Linked DNA regions of Mus musculus: region 2 is linked to region 1. The links are chromatin contacts, called in public promoter capture Hi-C maps. All regions are on one chromosome and are shown on one strand. The core of a region is the stretch at or near the end of the contact, and the rest is flanking DNA. Distances in the headings are between cores, read along the strand shown. Region 1 holds the start of Cdh24 (cadherin-like 24). Region 2 holds the start of Zmym5 (zinc finger, MYM-type 5).

Region 1 (2,862 bases), core at 187-2,686:
TGTTCCTTTTCTAGCCTGGGCACACAGCTAGGGGACTAGAAAAGGTAGATGGACCGACAGAAAGGGCTTAAAACTGAGAGGTTGGTATTCATCAACACACAGCCTTCCTTATCCAGAGGGTCAGGCTCAAAGACAAGGAGTGAGTGCAGCTTGAGTCGGGCTGGACTCAGGAAAGCCTCCCCTGCCCCTGAGGAACCCCACGTCTCCAGACTGTCTCCAGCCCATTCTGCCAGTCTCGGTCTTTAAGGGGAATTGGTCTAAGGGAACAGAGTGGGGCTACATCTGGAAGAATTGGGAACAGGGCTGCAGGCAGTGCAGGGGGACCAAGAGAGGTGAAGTGGAGGCTGACCCAGGGGCCAGAGACAGCGTGATTGAAGGCTTGGGGCCAAGAATCTGGGAGGGTCTGGCAGATGGGGAAGACCAGATGAGAAACAGACAGACCACGGAGAGAGAAGGGCAGCAAGAGAGAAAAGCAAAGACATCAGGGAAGCAGCCTGAGTGTCTGAAAGGCAGAGAGGAGTCCTGGGTACCAGGCTTGGGAACTGGTAGGGGCAGGTGAACCTTTCTCTCTCTCTCTCTCTCTCTCTCTCTCTCTCTCTCTCTCTCTCTCTCTCTCTCTCTCTCTCTCTCTCTCTCTCTCTCTCTCTCTCTCTCTGTGTGTGTGTGTATGTGTGTGTGTGTGTGAGATCAGGCCTCGGAACTTCATTCTGGTAGAGTAAGCTACTAGGAGCAGTAGAGGTAGGGAGGGGCTGCGGGAAAGGAGGTGGAGAGAGAGGACCCTTCCCATTTCTCTCCCTCCTCCTGAAGGGGCCCATGGTCAGGTAGCTGTGCCCCTCCTCCTTCCCCAGAGCAGACACACACCTGACAGGCCGTTTGCTCCCCAGAGAAAAGAAGCCAGAGGGCAGCAGGGGACCAGAGAGGTAGGCGGGACGAAGAGGAGAGAAGGAAGGAAACGGAGGAGTGGGGAAACAGGATAGCAGGAGGGAACGAGGAGAGGAGAGGAAAGGAGAGGGAGGTAATGAGAGAGAGGAAAGGAGAGCGGGAAAAGAGGAGAAAGGTAAAGGAAGAAAAAGGCAGAAGAGGTGGGAAGAGACAGGGCAAGAGGGAGAGAGAAGGGGCAGAGAGGCGGAAGGGTGAAGAAAAATCGGGAGGCAAAGGGAGAGAGGTGTGTGAGATGGGAGAGAGCAGAGCGCGGGAGAACCGAGCCGGCACGGCTCTCAGCCAGAGCGCACCGCAAGCTGCGGACCCCCCGCTGCCCCCGCGAGGATTCCCGACCCGGGCAGGCGCCCTTACCTGGCACTACCGAGGGGCCCGGGACCGCGAACAGCGCCCCGCCCGCCTCCGTCGCTGGCTCCCGGGGGCACAGCCCCAAGCCGATCCAAGCCGGCGCCGCGGCTCCGCTGCAGGTCTGAGCGGCCCCGGCGAGAACAAGGGAGCGAGACGGAGGGGGCGGGGGAAGGAGGCTCCGCCTGCCGAGGAGAGGCGGCTCGCGCGGGAGAGGAGAGCCCTGCCTCCGACCCTCCCCAGCCAGTCCCCGCCCCCGCGGCTCCCGGGCTGCTGGGCGCATACAGATGCGGGGCCCCTCCCGGGCCAGCCCGCAGCACGGCAAGGTACAGGGGTAGCACGGCTAGGCTATTATTCCCAGGGCCTGGCGGAGGAGACTCAACACGATCGGCCAGCACAGCACCTGCGGAGGCACACCGTGAGGCGGGGCGCTGGGAGAGCACTGCGGGAGACCCGGCTTCACGTTCTGGATTCGGGTGCGGCTGCGAGGCTACCGACTCAGGACCTTGTGCGGGTCACGACGGCGAGTTCAGTCAGCTAGGGTGAACTTCAGGATGGCAGGGGAAGCAGGAGTCTAGGGAGCTCGCCAGGGACAGGGGAAAGATAACGGTGGGCAGTGAGAACCTTTTTTGGGGAAGCTCTTTGCAAGATCTAAAGAGTGTGTGCACCCCCTGGTGGCAGTTGTGGGAAGCACCTTGAAGGGCGACCAAATGCCTAATTGTGCAGGGGGACCGGGAGGCCGACCCTGCCGGCTGTTGGGGTACTGCAAAAGAAACAGGCCACCCTATTTCCCAGAGTAAAAAGACATACAGCTTTGGACTGATTAGAGACAAAGTGGGGATGAAGGTTCCCGAGGAAGGCCGCTGCCCCAGAAGAACGCAGATGCCCACCGTCACAGCCATTCACCTTCCCCTTTCACCCAAACTCTTCCCAAGGAAAGGCACTCAAATGCTAGTCAAAACTAAGTCAGATTTTTATTTTTCCATAGACCACATCATTTAATAATAAAAAAAATAAAAATAAAAATTGAACAAAAGGAAAAGGTGGCTATAAAGTGGAACCAGCGGGCAAGAGACTGCAGGCCAGAGAACAGGGGACTGCAGGGGCCTGGGACTCAGGAGAGGCTGATTCAGCTCATAGGTGACCCAGTCCTGGCCCCAGCTGTCCCCAAAAGGCTGAGTACCAAGGGAGGCGGAACGCAGGATGGAGGGAAAATGAGCGTGGGACACTGGTTATTCCCACGTACGGCCACATCTTCCCTTCATAGCCTAGCTCTTCCCTCTCAGACTTAACAGGAAGAAAGGAGAGGGCCAAGTTCCAAGAGTTAGGTTGGGGAACAGGGAGATTGCCACTGCTCCATTTGATATGAGGGGACGTGTGGCAGTTATAGTTCAGCACTGAGCAATGGTGTGAGACCCTTGGTTCCAGGGTGGTGGTGACTGTACCTATCCCTCTGTGGCCTTTGACCTCCCAGGACCAAGTGGCAGGTACCTGCAGCTCTCTAGTGTTTTCTTGGCTAGCGGCGCCCACCCCGGTCCCGTACAGGTGTGCTTCGACTCCGGCTTCTGCTGTGGCGCT
Region 2 (3,047 bases), core at 306-2,805, 2.2 Mb after region 1:
GCCAAGTGGCACACAGATATACATGAAGCAAAACACCTATATATGTAACATATAATCTTTTTAAAACTGAAAAACAAAAAACCCTTGTAATTCGTTTGTCCTCCATCTTAAAACATGTCAGTAATTTTTAAAAATATTTAATCTTTATTTAAAATAACTGTTTAGTGTGGGCTGAAGAGATGGCTCAGTGGTTAAGAGCACTGACTACTCTTCTAGAGGTCCTGAGTTCAATCCCAGCAACCACATAGTGGCTCCCAACCATCTATAATGGGGTCTGATGCCCTCTTCTGGTGTGTCTGAAGAGAGCAATGGTGAAAACATTTTAAACAAACAAACAAACAAGCTTTTTCAAAAATAAATAACTGCTTAGTGGTTTAAAAATACAAGAAATTAAAGAAATCTCCTAGAAAGGAACACAAAAATGTTAAGTGCACAGCATCTTATGACTAAGAACATAGTCTTATTTAGGAATCTGAGAAGACAGCCATGTTAGTAGTACCCACTAACACACTACAGATCACACTGGCTTGGCTTTCTCAGCAGAAATCACTCAGGCAGCAACTCTTCACTTCGACAAAATAGAAAAGTCTATCCTAGTGGTTTAAGCAGGAAAGCTACGCAAAATGACTCACAATGGAGATGTTTTCCTTATTCCTGTCAAATCCTTCACCAAAGTAGCTTGAAGATCCTAGTATAAAAAGAAATTTACAAACAAACACCCAAAACACATACATACAGTGAACATCAACAGCTCCGAGGTAGCACCAAACCCTGAACGCCAAAGGAAATAAATAAGTCAAGGTGAAGTTATTCCCAAGCTGTTCTACCAACCTTCTCCAAATAAACAATAGATCAACTAAACGACAGCAGGCCAAGCTCATATGTTCTTTCCAGTTTCAGAATTATGAGTAGAGCGCGCAGCTGAGTCGAAGAGTAAACGCGTCCTCGAATCTAGAAAGGGATTCACATTTCTCCTAAGTAGTTACCACTCAAGTACAAATCCGACCCGGGAGAGGTTCAACAATTGGGTCCCATTTGCCGCAAGCACTTGATTAGGGCCTAACTCCTCAGTAGCCCGCGACAGGCACCAGGTCAGCCATTAGAAACTGGCTCAAATAAGATTAAAAGCTGCGACAGACCGACCCAAAAAAAAAAAAAAAGAGAGAGAGAGAAAACGCCGCGGGACGTAAGAGGACGCCCCTTAACACGGAAAACTTGGGGTGTCGGTTGAACAGACAGGGTGGGAGTGCGGCCCCCGGGCGGGAGGGCCAAAGGGCCCCTCCCCGACCCGCCCGCCCGCTCGCAGCACAGAAAGGAAAACACTCTTCGACCTCCGGCCGCTGCCGCCCGCACCCGGAGGCTCTCGCGCTCCCCGCCCCGCGGCCGCCTCACCCAGCCAGCCCTGCCGCGCCCGCGCTCCCTCACCCCTCCGGCCGCACGCGAAGCCGCCCTGGACATCAGCGCGGCCCCCAGCGCACCCTCAGGCCCCGACGCAGCAGCCGCGACACCGGCCGCCGCGGGCTGTTAAGCCCGGCTCGGTGGGAGGCTCCCGACGCTGCCCTCACCCATCTCCGCCTCCCCAGTCGCCCCCGCCTCCGCCTCCTCCTCCCGAGGCTGCGCTGCTCCCAGCCACCCCCACTCTCCGCGGCCCTCGACAGGAAAGACGGCGGGGAGAAGCCTCACCGGGTTCTGGCTGCAGCTCCGCGGAACGAACCTCCCCTCCCCCGGCCCACCCCCCTTCGGCGACACGCACAACTCCGCTCGGTCCAGTCCCGGCTTTAGCGCTGGTGAGGAGGAGGCAGAGGAGGCGGTGGCACGGCGGGGCCCGGGGAGGCCCCGCCCTCCGCACGCTCATTGGCTGATGGCGTGGGCGGCACGGAATGCCTCGGGCAGGCTCCATTGGCCCAGTCGGCCTTCTTTCAGGACCCTCCTCGGTGAGGTAGTCACGGCGGCTGTCCGTCAGACCTGGGCCACGCCCTCGGGCCTGCCGGCCCCCCCCCCCCCCCCCCCCGCCGCCAGCCCCGGGCTGGGCCGGCCCTCCCTCTCTTCCGCCCTCCCTCCGTGCCCCCGCCCCGCCCCCACTCGCGGGGTCTGCCCGGGTCAGGAGCCCGAGTGGCGCTGCCCGCAGTTCGGCTCGCGCTTCGGCCCTGGGGGCGGGCGATATTCGTCGAGGCTTCCGGTGGGCCCGGGATCGGGACACTGGGTCTCGGCCTCCAGACGGTCGCCACGGCCCTTTGCGACTCTGCTCGAGGAGAGACGCGGCCTCGATGTCCCGGCGTCCTCCCTGTCCAGGCCCCCAAGACCCCGGCGACTGGCGAGCCCGGCAATGCCTGCGGCGGACCGAGGGGGCGAGCCCGGCCGCGGCCGCAAGGGGACTGGTGCGCTGGCGGCCGTGCAGGCGCTTCCACCTTGCCTGGCCCGTGGGAAGGGTGTCCCACCTCCGCCATGGCTGCGGCGGGAGGAGACGTCGGCCTCCATTTTGTGGGATCTGTTGGGAGAACTTGGGGCCCATCAGAACCGAACCCGTGGGGACGAGAAACTTGGCCCGGAACGAGTCCGATCGCGCTCTACCATAGGCCTTGTCCTCGGCCGCCAAGAGTTTGCGCGCCGAGATTGCGGCGGGGCCACAGGACAGTGGTGACCCCAGACTGCCGCCGGGCAAGATGGAGCCCCGGGCTCCCTTAGCGGGCTCGCGCCCCTGGGACCTGGGCTGTCTGGCCTTGGCCGTCGGTGCCTGGCCGAGCACGCGCTCTCCGGCCTGCCCGGCGCCTGTCCTCCACGTTTGCCGGGCCTCGGGCCATCGCGTGCCCTTCGCTTCATCCTGGCTCCGTGGGCAGTGACCCTCTAATGGGAGTCCCACCGGACGCATTCGGAGCGGAGCCGCTGGAGGGCGGCACGAGGGTCTTTTGTTCCTCGTCTATACCCATGTCTTTGGCAGAAGACTTGGTGCCGGATTTCCAGGACTCCCTGTAACCTAAGAAATGCACCTCGCCCTGGTGTTTGTTAGCGGGATTACAACTGATGCTTTTAGGTTGGATTGAGGTTCT

What was found. Promoter capture Hi-C pulls out the DNA fragments that hold promoters and counts their contacts.
Region 2: a promoter capture Hi-C map of liver shows a contact between it and region 1, with 5 times the contacts expected there. The contact joins the promoter of Zmym5 here to the promoter of Cdh24 in region 1. A contact is called at or near these places in 4 of 39 promoter capture datasets (hippocampal neurons, liver and pre-B cells).

Annotation. Positions count from the first base shown.
Region 1 is chr14:54,639,928-54,642,789 of GRCm38.p6, forward strand. It overlaps Cdh24 (cadherin-like 24), which reads right to left and starts at 1,437. Exons shown (of 12, transcript NM_199470.2): 1 at 1,294-1,437. It overlaps Acin1 (apoptotic chromatin condensation inducer 1), which reads right to left. Exons shown (of 19, transcript NM_023190.3): 19 at 2,234-2,862. The coding sequence ends at 2,801.
Region 2 is chr14:56,809,909-56,812,955 of GRCm38.p6, forward strand. It overlaps Zmym5 (zinc finger, MYM-type 5), which reads right to left and starts at 1,556. Exons shown (of 8, transcript NM_001253753.1): 1 at 1,426-1,556; 2 at 832-951. It overlaps 2410022M11Rik (RIKEN cDNA 2410022M11 gene), which reads left to right and starts at 2,081. Exons shown (of 1, transcript NR_152252.1): 1 at 2,081-3,047.